Regions from separate parts of the Canis lupus genome. Here all the other regions are linked to region 1. The links are chromatin contacts, called in public Hi-C maps. All regions are on one chromosome and are shown on one strand. The core of a region is the stretch at or near the end of the contact, and the rest is flanking DNA. Distances in the headings are between cores, read along the strand shown. Region 1 holds the start of CBLL1 (E3 ubiquitin-protein ligase Hakai). Region 2 holds the start of DLD (dihydrolipoamide dehydrogenase). Region 3 holds the start of BCAP29 (B-cell receptor-associated protein 29).

Evidence for each region. A called contact is a pair of places that touch in the nucleus more often than the background predicts.
Region 2: a Hi-C map of blood shows a contact between it and region 1, with 2.8 times the contacts expected there. The contact joins the promoter of DLD here to the promoter of CBLL1 in region 1. A contact is called at or near these places in 3 of 9 Hi-C or Micro-C datasets (amygdala and blood).
Region 3: a Hi-C map of blood shows a contact between it and region 1, with 2.2 times the contacts expected there. The contact joins the promoter of BCAP29 here to the promoter of CBLL1 in region 1. A contact is called at or near these places in 2 of 9 Hi-C or Micro-C datasets (amygdala and blood).

What each region holds. Positions count from the first base shown.
Region 1 is chr18:13,105,499-13,109,582 of UU_Cfam_GSD_1.0, forward strand. It overlaps CBLL1 (E3 ubiquitin-protein ligase Hakai), which reads right to left and starts at 1,396. Exons shown (of 6, transcript XM_038562698.1): 1 at 1,251-1,396. It overlaps LOC119864174 (a long non-coding RNA gene), which reads left to right and starts at 197. Exons shown (of 4, transcript XR_005373159.1): 1 at 197-461.
Region 2 is chr18:12,969,551-12,973,635 of UU_Cfam_GSD_1.0, forward strand. DLD (dihydrolipoamide dehydrogenase) reads right to left here and starts at 1,601. Exons shown (of 14, transcript NM_001003294.1): 1 at 1,549-1,601. The coding sequence starts at 1,587.
Region 3 is chr18:13,305,650-13,309,477 of UU_Cfam_GSD_1.0, forward strand. BCAP29 (B-cell receptor-associated protein 29) reads right to left here and starts at 1,542. Exons shown (of 8, transcript XM_038562704.1): 1 at 1,390-1,542; 2 at 594-701. The coding sequence starts at 685. It overlaps DUS4L (tRNA-dihydrouridine(20a/20b) synthase [NAD(P)+]-like), which reads right to left. Exons shown (of 8, transcript XM_038562702.1): 8 at 3,350-3,828. The coding sequence ends at 3,719.

The DNA.
Region 1 (4,084 bases), core at 146-2,645:
GATTTCTCTCTCACCGCCACCCCCCAGCGCTGCAGGGCGAGCGCATCCCCGCTCCGCCCGCCGGGCAGCCAGTCCCAGGCCGGCCGAGGGGGCATGGACCCGGGACCCCCGCTGCCTCCGCCTCCTTACCAGTGTGATCCATGATTCGGCTCGCGGGGCACAGTGGGAGCGGAAGTCAACCGCGCCGGAGTCGCAGGGCGCGCGTGCGCGCTCCCTTCCGGAGCCCGCGAGGCGGAAGTGCGACCGAGCTGCCTCGGCTTGGGCCTCCTCAGGTTCCCCTCTGTCGGGTGGGTGCACTACCCAACTCCGGTGAGGGCGTCTGGCATAGTTCGAGGGAGACAAAGGGGGGTACGCCAAGAGCTTCCAGGTCGAAGGTGCTAAGCCTTGACTACAGAAATGAGACCCGAGGGCACGGGGGAACGGGGAGAGCACCAGCAGCCGGTGGAACGAACTCGCGGCAGGTAAGGCGGCTGCTCGCCCCCGCGGAGCGTTGCCTTCTGGGACTTGTAGTGCGCGGCGGCCTCGGAGCCGGCCGGGCGCAACTGCGCAGACTCGGCCGTTGGGCTTGGCCCCACCCCGGCGGGCGGAGTAACGGTTTGGAATGGCCCGCAGTGCGCGCGCGCCGGCGTCCTCCGCGCGGGGCGGGGGGGGGGGGCGTGCGGGGAGCGGGGGGGGTGCGTAGCCGCGCGCGCTCCGGAAGGCGTCCTCGGCGGGAGGTTGCCCGGGGGACGGCCGCGCCGTGGGAGCGGGGAGGGCTCTCGGCGTGCGGTCTCCATCCCGCCCCGTCCTGGCGGGCCCCGCGGAGCGCACGTGGTACCGGCCCGTGCTCCCACCGAGGAGGTGTGGTAGCGGCGGAGACGCAGCAAGGCGCCCCGCGCGCCCCTCCGCGGGGTGGGGGTGGGGGCGGGGCGGGGCCGCCCGGCGGGGGAGCGGGGGAGCGCGGGGAGCGCGGGGCCCGGGGGGAGGGGCAGCGGGGCGGTACCTAGCTCCAGCTCCTGGTCGCCGGGGGTCGCGGCCGCGGCTGCCTTCATCGTCCCCGGCCAGCGCCGCGGAGTGGGTCCGGGGGCCCCTGAGCGAGGCGGCGGCGGCCTCGCCGACCGGGCTCCGGGTGTGCGCTCCCTTCTCCGACCCTTCGCACCTGGTGCTCTCGGAGGAGTGGGAAGGAGCGCACGATTAAGGAGAAAACACGAGCCTGGGAGCCCAGGGATTTGGGTTCTATTCCTGTCGTCCCTTGGTGACGACATCGTTACCTTGGGTGGTTCACGCTTTCCGTGCCAGAGTTCCTGGATCGATAGAAGAAGATGATGATGATGATTCTCCTGCCCTCCTCCCAGGAGCGTTCTCCGGCCCCGAATCCTGGAGGGAGCGCGTGCGGCGGTGCGCTGGGCCGGTAGTGCTGCAGCGACATCGGCGTGGAGTCCTCGGGAGCGGAACCTTGAGTGCTCCGCGCTCGCCGGTGGATGGAGGTTCTCCTGGGGCCTTTAAAGATTGTACTTGTTCATGAGACACAGAGAGAGAGACCTAGGCAGAGGGAGAAGCAGGCTCCCTGCAGGGGACCCCCCCACACACCCTAAGATCACGACCTGAGCCAAAGCAAAGGCAGATGCTCAACCACCCGAACCAGCCAGGTGCCCCTTCCTGGGGTCTTGAAATACACTTCCCCGCGGCATCTGAAGCTTCCTAAACAAGTTTTTCGGTACAGTTACAGCCAAGGGGAATTGTGAATCAGACTTAACCCTTGCTTTTGTTGAAAGGTAAATTTCTGTATCACTAAGTGGTTTCCAAGACGCTTTCAATTGCTGAGCTTGTTTTTTTGTTTGGGAGGTTGGAGGAGGCTTAACCGTACCTTTGCCCTTTCTCTAAATATGGTGCTAGATATGGTCGTGCATTTTTCACCCATTTGAGGTACAGAAGAAGGTAGTTTTCAGCTAGGAAGTCCTCTTTGTATTTTTTTTCTTTCTTTCTTTCTTTCTTTCTTTCTTTCTTTCTTTCTTTCTTTCTTTCTTTTTTTTTTTTTTTTTTTAAGATTTCATCATGAGAGAGACAGAGAGAGAAGCAGGCTCCATGCAGGGAGCCCGATGTGGGACTGGATCCCGGGTCTCCAGGGTCAGGCCCTGGGCGGAAGGCGGCGCTGAACCGCACACCCCCCCACACCCCACACCCCACACCCCGCGCCGGGCTGCCCTTTTTTCCCTCCTCACATTTAGCCTGTCGGCTGTACTTCAGATTAATGCAAATACAGGTTCATAATGGTATTATCAGTGTCTGCTGATGCTCATATGTAAAGAAATAAAGAGACTTCAAACTATACTATACATAATTTAGTCTGTAAATTAGAAGCTGTGTCAGCATTTTATGATGCATCAAGTTACGAAATTTTAGGGAGGGAACACTCACTTATTTTAGATTTCCTGTTGATAAAATGTTAGACAAACATTTGTTGAATTATTCGTTTGACATCTGTTGCTTTTTTCGTGCGCTGCTTGTAGCATCTGTGCTCTATATTCATTTCCCTCCTTAGCTGTAGTTGCCTCACTTTATCAGGGCGATAGCAGTGTGACAAGTTAATCCCTAAACTGATAAGTGAGACTGTACATAAGACTTTTATTTTATTGCTGCCCTCTGGTATCCCTTGTTGGTGACCTCTTTGCTGTAATCAGTCACAATTTCTTTATTAAAAGTCGACATTCTTAGTCTGCTCTACATGCTTTCTATTTTAATAATCTTAATTATTGATTGATAGTATATTTAAGCAAGTTTTATGAAATGGAATAAAGTAAAATTAGCACGATTTAAAACAACAATAGAAACTTGATATATTTATTTTATAGCTTGGTGCTGTCCTAGGATTTATAAGAACAAAATATTGTAGTAATGGGCAATCTGAAGCACTGAGGTGCATATTTCCATCTTACTGGCAGACCATCTGCTGACCCATGAATTTATAAGCTAATGTTCTTTTTTTTTTTTTTTTAAAGATTTTATTTATTCATGAGAGACACAGAGAAAGAGGCAGAGACACAGGCAGAGGGAGAAGCAGGCTCCATGCAGGGAGCCCAATGCAGGACTCAATCCCAGGACTCCACGATCACGGATCACGCCTTGGGCCGAAGGCAGACACTCAGCCGCTGAGCCACCTGGGCATCCCTAAGCTAATGTTCTTGAAGATGCTTTAATAACCTTCCATTTATATAGCACTGTTTACACTAAGAGAAAAAAAGGGTGGGTATCAGAGAGCTTGTTTGACTTGTTTTGTTGGTCTATGTTTGGGAGTGCTGAAACATAAGGTATGATTGTACAGAACGTTGAAGAGTAAAATTCTAGAGTAACAGTAAAGAACGAGCCCATAGGGGTGCCTGGCTGGGTCCATTGGTGGAGCATGTGACTCTTGATCTCAGGGTCCTAAGTTCAAGTCCCACATGTGGCATGGAACTTACTTTAAAATTGTTGTTTGATTACAAAAAAAGTACATAAAACTTAGCATGATAAGTTATTCATATAAACAACATAGTTCAGCAAGATATAAATTTTTTTAAATGAACAGAACTTCAATTTGGATGGGGAAAAGTGAACCAATAGTATTACCTATAAGAGAAGAACAGTTGACTGGGGTGCCTGACGGGCTCAGTTGGTGGAGTGTGCAACTCTTAATCTCGGGGTTATAAATTTGAGACTGAGGTGTAGAGATTACTTAAAAATTCTTTTAAAGAGCGAGCAGTTGACCAAGAAGCCAGAGACTGCTATGATATCCAAAATGCTAGTAAGTATGAATGAACTGTTAATAACTGATCAGGATAGTGTCCACTAGACTTCAGCAAATTTGATAAGTAGGGGCACCAGGGTGGCTCTGTCCGTTAAGCATCCAGCTCTTGGTTTCAGCTCAAGTCATGAGATTGAGCTCTCGGTTGGGCTCTGTGCTTAGTGTGGAGTCTGCTTGAAATCTTCTCTCTCAAATCTTTTTTAAAAAGCGGGATCCCTGGGTGGCGCAGTGGTTTAGCGCCTGCCTTTGACCCAGGGCGGGATCCTGGAGACCCGGGATCGAATCCCACGTCGGGCTCCTGGTGCATGGAGCCTGCTTCTCCCT
Region 2 (4,085 bases), core at 351-2,850, 140 kb before region 1:
ATATCTCCCATTGCTCCACAGAGGTTATGTATCAATTTCTCCTCTTTCGTAAGAGTAATTATTTAGATTTTCAACCTCCGCTCACCACAGCTGTTCGTTATGAATATTCAACGAACCATCTCATATAAATATGGGCTAAAGGCCAATAAAAAAGTGTTATTCAGTGGTGTTACGGTTTCTTACATTTTCAGAAAGCATGGCTAATTTTTGGTGCCAGGGATCATTTTAATGTCACAACGAATGCTCTTTAGGTTCCAACTTAAGTCCTCGATAATCTTTACTATTGCAATCCTCCGCTTCTAATTCTTGTTTCCGACCTCAAACTACCAGGTACAAAATCTCTGAAGATGCTCCTGAACGGTTTAATTAGGAACAGAAAACCAGAGAAGGTAACTTAGGAAAATGCACTGTTACTGACGCTCGAGAGCTACTATGGTTTCACAAAGTGCATCATAATCCCAACCGTTTATATCAACCGTCCACTCTTTCCTAAGAACCGTAAAGCAGGAAGAAACAAAGCAAAACAGCTCTTATCACGGTAGGAATATGGGAGGCAGTGACGAAACCCACGCTCAGGTAGCAACCTTCTCTTGTCCAAGGCAACTCGAGGCACCTGAGATCAGGACAGCGGGCCAAAGAGGAGCGGACACAACGTCAGTCCTACCTTCTAGCCCCCCAGCTCTGCCTCTGCCTAGAAGAAAGCCTCCTCCCGGGGTTACGCTAACTCTCAGGTACACGGATTACCCGTCTCAGGGTCAAGGACGAGTTTGATCACTCACGGTCACCTTTAAGGTCTCCATCACTGGAGTGAGGACCCAGCCACGATCCCACCTACGTACAACCGGGCTGTATTCGGCACGTAGGCGAAAAGTGAAAGCTTGGGGATCCCTGGCGGGCGGAGGCGGGGGGGGGGGGGGGGGGGGCTCGGCGGTTTAGCGCCTGCCTTCGGCCCAGGGCGTGATCCTGGAGACCCAGGATCGAGTCCCACGTCCAGCTCACTGCATGGAGTCTGCTTCTCCCTCTGCCTGTGTCTCTGCCTCTCTATGTCTATCATGAATAAATCTTTAAAAGAAAAGAAAAGCAAAAGCTGGCCCTAACGAGGTGTTGCAACGGAAAAAAAGGAGGCGGCGGCGGCAACGGTGGCTTGCAGCTGCGAACAATGAAGAGGCCTCTGGGGAGTTCCTAGGGCCACCTGTCGGAGCTGACCGCGTCCGGTGCTCCCAGGGGCGGCCCCCAGGTGACCTGCCCGCTGCCGCCACTCTGGGGCTTGGGACCAGGATCGGGAGGAGGGATGGGAAGACCCAGAGCGGGCGGCTGCGGGGCTGGACTTCCTCGGCCAACCGGGAGGCCGGTGCGTGACCCGCAGGCCCCCGCGCGCAGGCCGCCGGCGGCTCCCAGCCCGCGGGGCGCCTCCGCTCCCGCCGCCGCCCGGGCCCGAGTCCCGCAGGGGCGGGGCCGCGCGCGGGTGGTCCCGGCCGGACGGCCCGCGTCCCGGGCGCCGCCAGCGGGCCCCCGGGCTGCGCACGACGCCTCCCGGGCGGGCCTCACCTTGGCCAGGGAGCAGTACACGCGACTCCAGCTCTGCATCTCGCCGCCCCGCTTCCCCCTCCGCCGACGCCTCCCCGTCCGCTAAGCGCCTCCGCCGTCTCGCCAAGGTCTCCCCGCCCTGCGCATGCACGAGCGCCGCTGACGTCACGGGCCGGGGAGCAGCGCGATTGGCCCGCGCGCTCGGGGCGCACGCGACGGGGGGCGTTCCCGGCAGGCGCGGAGTCGTGCACTGTCGTAAGGGGCGTGGTGCTTTCCGGCGGCGGGGGCTGGCGGTGCCGTTCTCCCGGTGGCACCGGAGCCGCGGGCTTGTAACGTGATCTCGGCGTACTTGAGGGCGGGGTGGGGCGGCCGGGCGTTCGCGGCGTGCCGGCTGCGGAAAGTGAGCTCGGCGGGCGCTTCGCGGGCGTCCTCCCGCTTCGCCGCAAGCGCGTGAGCCGTTACGAGCGGCGCCAGCTCCCGGGGGAGGCCCTGAGAGGTGGATTCCGCCGAGGAAGCACGACGGCTTGGTCACCTTCCCCCCAAAGCAAATGCTGCGTGAGGGACGGGTCCGCAGGCGTGGCGTCACCAGCGACCGCCTCTGAGTAAGAGAACTGGCCAGACGCGGAAAACGCGCTGTCTCCTCCGTTAGAGCGAAGTGGGGTGCGAGGGGCGACGGGCGGGGTGGAAGGCCCCCCGCAGAGACCCGGGGAGAGTCCTCGTCGTCGACACCGAGCACCGAGGCCTAAGGTCCGACGGCACTCGCTTTGCGGGAACCGGACACTGCGGATAAAACTTCATTCCACGTTTCTTGAGGTTTCCCCGCGGGGCAGTGTGCTGGGCTCTGTGGGTTACACGTAGTGAGAAGGGAGCCCGTAGCCACCTGCGCTCAGCCTGCGGGGAGAAGACACGGATGATGCCTCGTGTTTGTTGAAGAGGCTGCAACTTGTCACCCAGAGTCGTCCTTTTTTCTCTACGTAGCGTTTTGGCCATTTTCGTGGCTTTGGTACCTGCCTTCATACACTGGTAGCCCCCAGATCCCTAGGTCCAGTCTGTACTTCTCTCCCCGACTCTAATACCATATATTCTTTTACTTTTATTTATTTATTTATTCATGAGAGACACACAGAGAGAGGGCAGAGGGAGAAGCACGCTGCACGCAGGGAGCCCGATGCGGGACCCCATCCCCGGTCCCCAGGATCAGGCCCTGGGCCGAAGGCAGGTGCTAAACCAGCTGAGCCACAGGGGCTGCCCTAATTCCATATTTTTTTTCTTTTTTTTTTTAAAGATTTTGTTTATTTATTCATGATAGACACAGAGACAGAAGCAGGCTCCATGCAGGGAGCCCGATGCGGGACTCGATCCCGGGACTCCAGGATCATGCCTGGACTGAAGGCAGGCGCGAAACCGCTGAGCCACCCAGGGATTCCCTAATTCCATATTTTTTAAAAGATTTTTAAAACTTCATTCATAAGAAACACAGGCAGAGGGAGAAGCAGGCTCCATGCAGGGAGCTCGATGTGGGACTCGATCCTGGGACTCCAGGGTCACAGCCTGAGCCGGAGGCAGGTGCTAAACCAGCTGAGCCACCCGGGCTGCCCTAATTCCATATTTTTAATTGTCTACTGAGCACATCCAGCTGGGTGACCCTGCCAGCACCTCCGTTTCAACTATCCAATATTTTATTTAAAAAAAAAAAAAAACGTATTTTTCTCCTTCATATCTGTGACTTGACGATACCTCCAAATAGCCAGTCATCCCTAGTAAAAATTGTGTAGCCATTCTCAAATCCTGCCTGTAGCCCATTACCTAATGGGTCACCGGTTCAATTGACCGCCCCTAGAAGCAGGCCCAGAGACAAGCATTTGAGTGCAGTTTGTCTGAGAGGTGATCCAAGCAAGCATCAGTAGGGAATGAAAAAGGGATGGTAAGTATTTCAGATACATGGAGTATCAGATTACCACTGAAAAAGTGGTGCTCAGACTCGCTGGAAACCTCTGGGAGATGACGTAGAACGTGCTTCAGAGTCATCCTACTCAAAATACACCCAGCAGGCTTCCATCAGTCGTTAGCTGAGGACAGCAGCTGGGACGTTTAATTCCCTGGCCCTTCTGGCTCGTCCCATACGTGAGCTGAATGAGCCACAGCCGCCAGAGAAGTCTTGGGCAAAGTCTCTGGTGCCTGCAATAAGAAGGCTTATAAATGAGCTTGCAGAGGAAAGGTGAGTACTAAAAAGATACAGGTGAGGCGCCAATAAGATCAGCTATATTCCCCAAATTCCATCAACTCTGAATATGAGAGTGAGAGAAACATGGAGGACGGCTCCCCAGATTTCCAGCTTGGATGACTGGGTAGCAAGCGAAACCAATACAGAAACAGGCAACACAGAAAAAAGAATGGCTTTGGGGAGAAGATAACGAGTCAAGTTCTTTGAATTTGAGATGCCGGCTAGACAGCCCATTTGAGATCTTCAATAGTTACTGGAAACACAGTCTAGAACTTAGAAACTCTAGGCATGGATATGAAAGTTTGCTGGCCTGTGGATGGTGATGGACACTTAG
Region 3 (3,828 bases), core at 292-2,791, 200 kb after region 1:
GCAACCATCTCTGGGTTACATAAGAACAACACTGAGAATAATTTACTGGCTTCACTTTCTACATTGTTGTTCCACTGCCTCAGTGAAACATTTCTGCACCGGGGCGTGCGGTTAACATCCTTTATCCATTTCCCCCTTTTTTTTAGTTTCCTTTTCCAATTCCGGGTAATCAACACGTCTGATGACAACAGATAGTAAAAGCAGAACCAAAAAGAAAGAAAAAAAAAAAAAAAAGGAGAAGCACTGCTTTACCGTCTCTGTAATCAACAGAACCCAGAAGACCTGGGGCCTCCTTCCAGGAGGGAGGGGAAACCACGTTAATGCGTTTGTACGTATAATAGTAAGTTTTATATCCAGTGATCCTTTAGTAGTAGTCGACAGTCCCTGAAATTGTGAGTTTCCAGAGCACCTTCAAACACGCAGCGTCCGGAACTCCGAGGCGTCGGGCCCGTCCCCACGCCGCGGGCGCCGCGGGGCAGCCGGCCAGGGGGCAGCGCTAGGGGGCGGCGCTAGGGGGCAGCGCTAGGGGGCGGCGCTAGGGGGCAGCGCTCGCGGGCACGCACACCTCCCCGAGCCACGTGGGGGTTGCCTACCTCTGAGGAGGAATAAAAGGCAGACAGAAGATTAAAATAAGTCCTATTTCAGCATAAAGAAAGGTTGCGACTGCCACCCACTGCAGCGTCATTTCTTTCTCCTCACACCTAAATAAAGAAACACTTAGTTTACTTTGCCGCCGCGCGAGAACCGGGGCTGGGCGGGGGCCCGGGGGACGAGCCCGCCCGCGGCCGCCGGCCCCTCCCCTCCCCTCCTCTCCCCTCCGCGGGGACCCGGCCGAGCCGACCCGGCGGCCTGCGCGTCGCGGCCCGCGAGCTCCCGCCGCCCTGGCGCCGCCGGCCCCTAACGCCCCCCCGCGGCCGCCCGCGCCCAGGGGCCCCCGCTCCGCGAACGCGCCGCGGCTCCGGCCGGCGCCCGAGGCCCAACCGCGCAGGGAGCGGCGCGACCCCGCGACCCCGCGCGGCCCGGAGCCCTCCCCGCCGCGAGGCCGTGGCTCCCGGCGCCCCGCCGGCCTTACCCCGCCTGCCGCCCGCCTGGCTCCAGGCGCAGCTCCGCGCGGCCGACGCGCGGGACGTCAGACGCCGCGGCGGGGGGGCAAGGATGCAGCGGGGAGGGGGGCGGGGGGAGGCGGGCAGGTGCGGCAAGGGCGCAGGGGGGCGGGCCAGGGTGCGCCCCGCCCCCGGCCCCGCCGGCCCCGCCCCCGCCGGCCCCGCCGGCCCCGCTCCCAGCCCCCAGCCCCCAGCCCCCAGCCCCCTGCCCGGAACCGCGGGGCCCGCGCCCGCCGACGTGGCCGGCGGCGCGGGGACTGGCCGTAGTGATTTCCTAGCTGTGGACCTGGAGGGCGGCTCGGACTTCCCGGGTGCTGGGGCTCCGCGGCCGACTGCTCCCGGGAGCCGACCTTAAGCTCTGATCGCGTGTGGTGCGGGTGGGAGGGGCGCGGGTCCCGGCCGTCCCTGCCCGGCCTTCTGGGGTGGAAGCGGCTCCCGCTCCGAGCCGCGCTGACTTCAACGGCAGGGCCACGAGGCAGGGGCGCAGCGTTCTGTCCTGAGGACGCGGAAGCTTACGCAGCTTCAAAACCTATTTTCCTGCTCTTGTCCGCAGGCTGGGAAGAGAGTTCTCCCCAGGGAGACGTTTAGGGACGGAGAGGGAGCAAACCGTGGGTGGGCGCATTCCTTCAGTTACTATTGTCCAGGTTGTCGAATTGCGTGAATATACTTAATTATTGTTTCATTATTGACAAGGTCTCAGAAATACAAATGACGGTATTATCCTCCTGGGCAGAATTATTTTGGGAATATTAAATGATGTAAGTAAAGATATGATTATAGAGGGATCCCTGGGTGGCGCAGCGGTTTGGCGCCTGCCTTTGGCCCAGGGCGCGATCCTGGAGACCCGGGATCGAATCCCACGTCGGGCTTCCGGTGCATGGAGCCTGCTTCTCCCTCTGCCTGTGTCTCTGCCTCTCTCTCTCTCTCTCACTGTGTGCCTATCATAAATAAATTAAAAAAAAAAAAATTAAAAAAAAGATGATTATAGAGTAATAAAAATACATTTAAGTGGGTGCTTTTTCTTATCATCACAGATATACTTGATCACACAGAAAAGAGAGGAAAAAGACTATGAATTAACTATGAAGGTTTTTTTTTTTTTTTAAAGATTTTATTTATTTGAGAGAAAGAGCAAGCCCCAGAGAGGGCATGAGTGGGGGCAGGGGAGAGGAAGAAGCAGGCTCTCCACTGAGCATGGAGCTGGATATGGGGCTCCATCCTAGGACTCTGGGATCAGGACCTGAGCGGAAGGCAGATATTTAACCCACTGAGCTACCCAGGCTTGAATTAAGCAGTTTTAGATAACCGTTTCCTTATAAAGTTTTCATGTTGGTAATATAGGCCAGTATCTTAATTATGAAACGGTTTTAATAACTGAGATACTGAATTCCTGCAGTGGCACATTCACCAACAACAAAATTCTCTTAGTAACACTCCCAGACCATGGAACTATAAAATTAAAATTATCAAAAAAATTATTATCAACTGCTGGGAAGTGTAAAAATAACATCATAAATAAATAAATCACGGGGATCCCTGGGTGGCTCAGCAGTTTAGCACTTGCCTTTGGTTCAGGGCGTGATCCTGGGGTCCTGGGATCAAGTCCCATGCCCAGCTCCTTGCATGGAGCCTGCTTCTCCCTCTGCCTGTGTCTCTGCCTCTCTCTCTCTCTCCGTCTCTCATGAATAAATAAATAAAATCTTCAAAAAATAAATAAATCACTAAAAACAGCATATGAAAATTAGGTTTTTAAATTAAAATTCTCTAAGAAATATTTCAAATATATAATCAGCTCCAGATTGGCTACCAAATTTTTTATATATAAAATGTGGGAGACTAAAATTAATTTTTGTCATTTTAGGTACAAGTGTATTTACCAAGCAAGATCTCAATCTTCTAAGGATCTAGAAGACTTGAAATGTAACAAAGTTAACATCATTTAGAGTTTCATGGATCTTATTAATTTTAAATCATAGAAAATATCACAGATATTTAAACTCATACAATTTAAAACAATTTAAATAAGTTACATAGAATTTAAAACACATACCTGGAAGTGTCATTCATGAATTAGGAAGTACCAGTTTGATTTTCCAATTTGAATTTTTAATCTAAGTCCTGAAAGTAACTTTATACAGAATTCTTGTTCCTTTTCATTTTATGTAGAAGTTGGCATTTGTTCTGTCACTTTGCACTTATTTTCAAACATGCTTCATGTTGACTTATAAATACTATTAGACTCATACTTTTAGTATTAAAATAAAAAATTTATTTAAAAATGTTAAAAACACAATTCCTTTAGGAAATTTTTTTTTTTTTTAAATCCATAATAGGATTCAGAACAATATTTTGTCAATGTTTGGTAGAGTGACCAGGATGTTTGCTCTACCTGGGGTCTTCTTTACAACTAAATTTTGTTTCCATCCTACAGATGTACTGAATCAGAATCTCTGAGGATGGGGTCTAGGACTAACTTTTTAAAATGTTCTCAGGGCACTGTTTTTATGCTTATGGGGGAGAGACACTGACTTAAAGTAAAAACCAAAATGTGACCTTGGGTGGTTTCACTGTAGATATAAAGTGAAGTAAATATTAAAATACTTTAGGAAGTCCAGTCAAATCCCATAATGGTCTGTAAGGTAATCTAAAACTGCTGATGTGCTTGACAAAGCATTAAACACTCTTTTTTCCTGCCTTGAAGTTATTTTTTCCATCATGTACATTA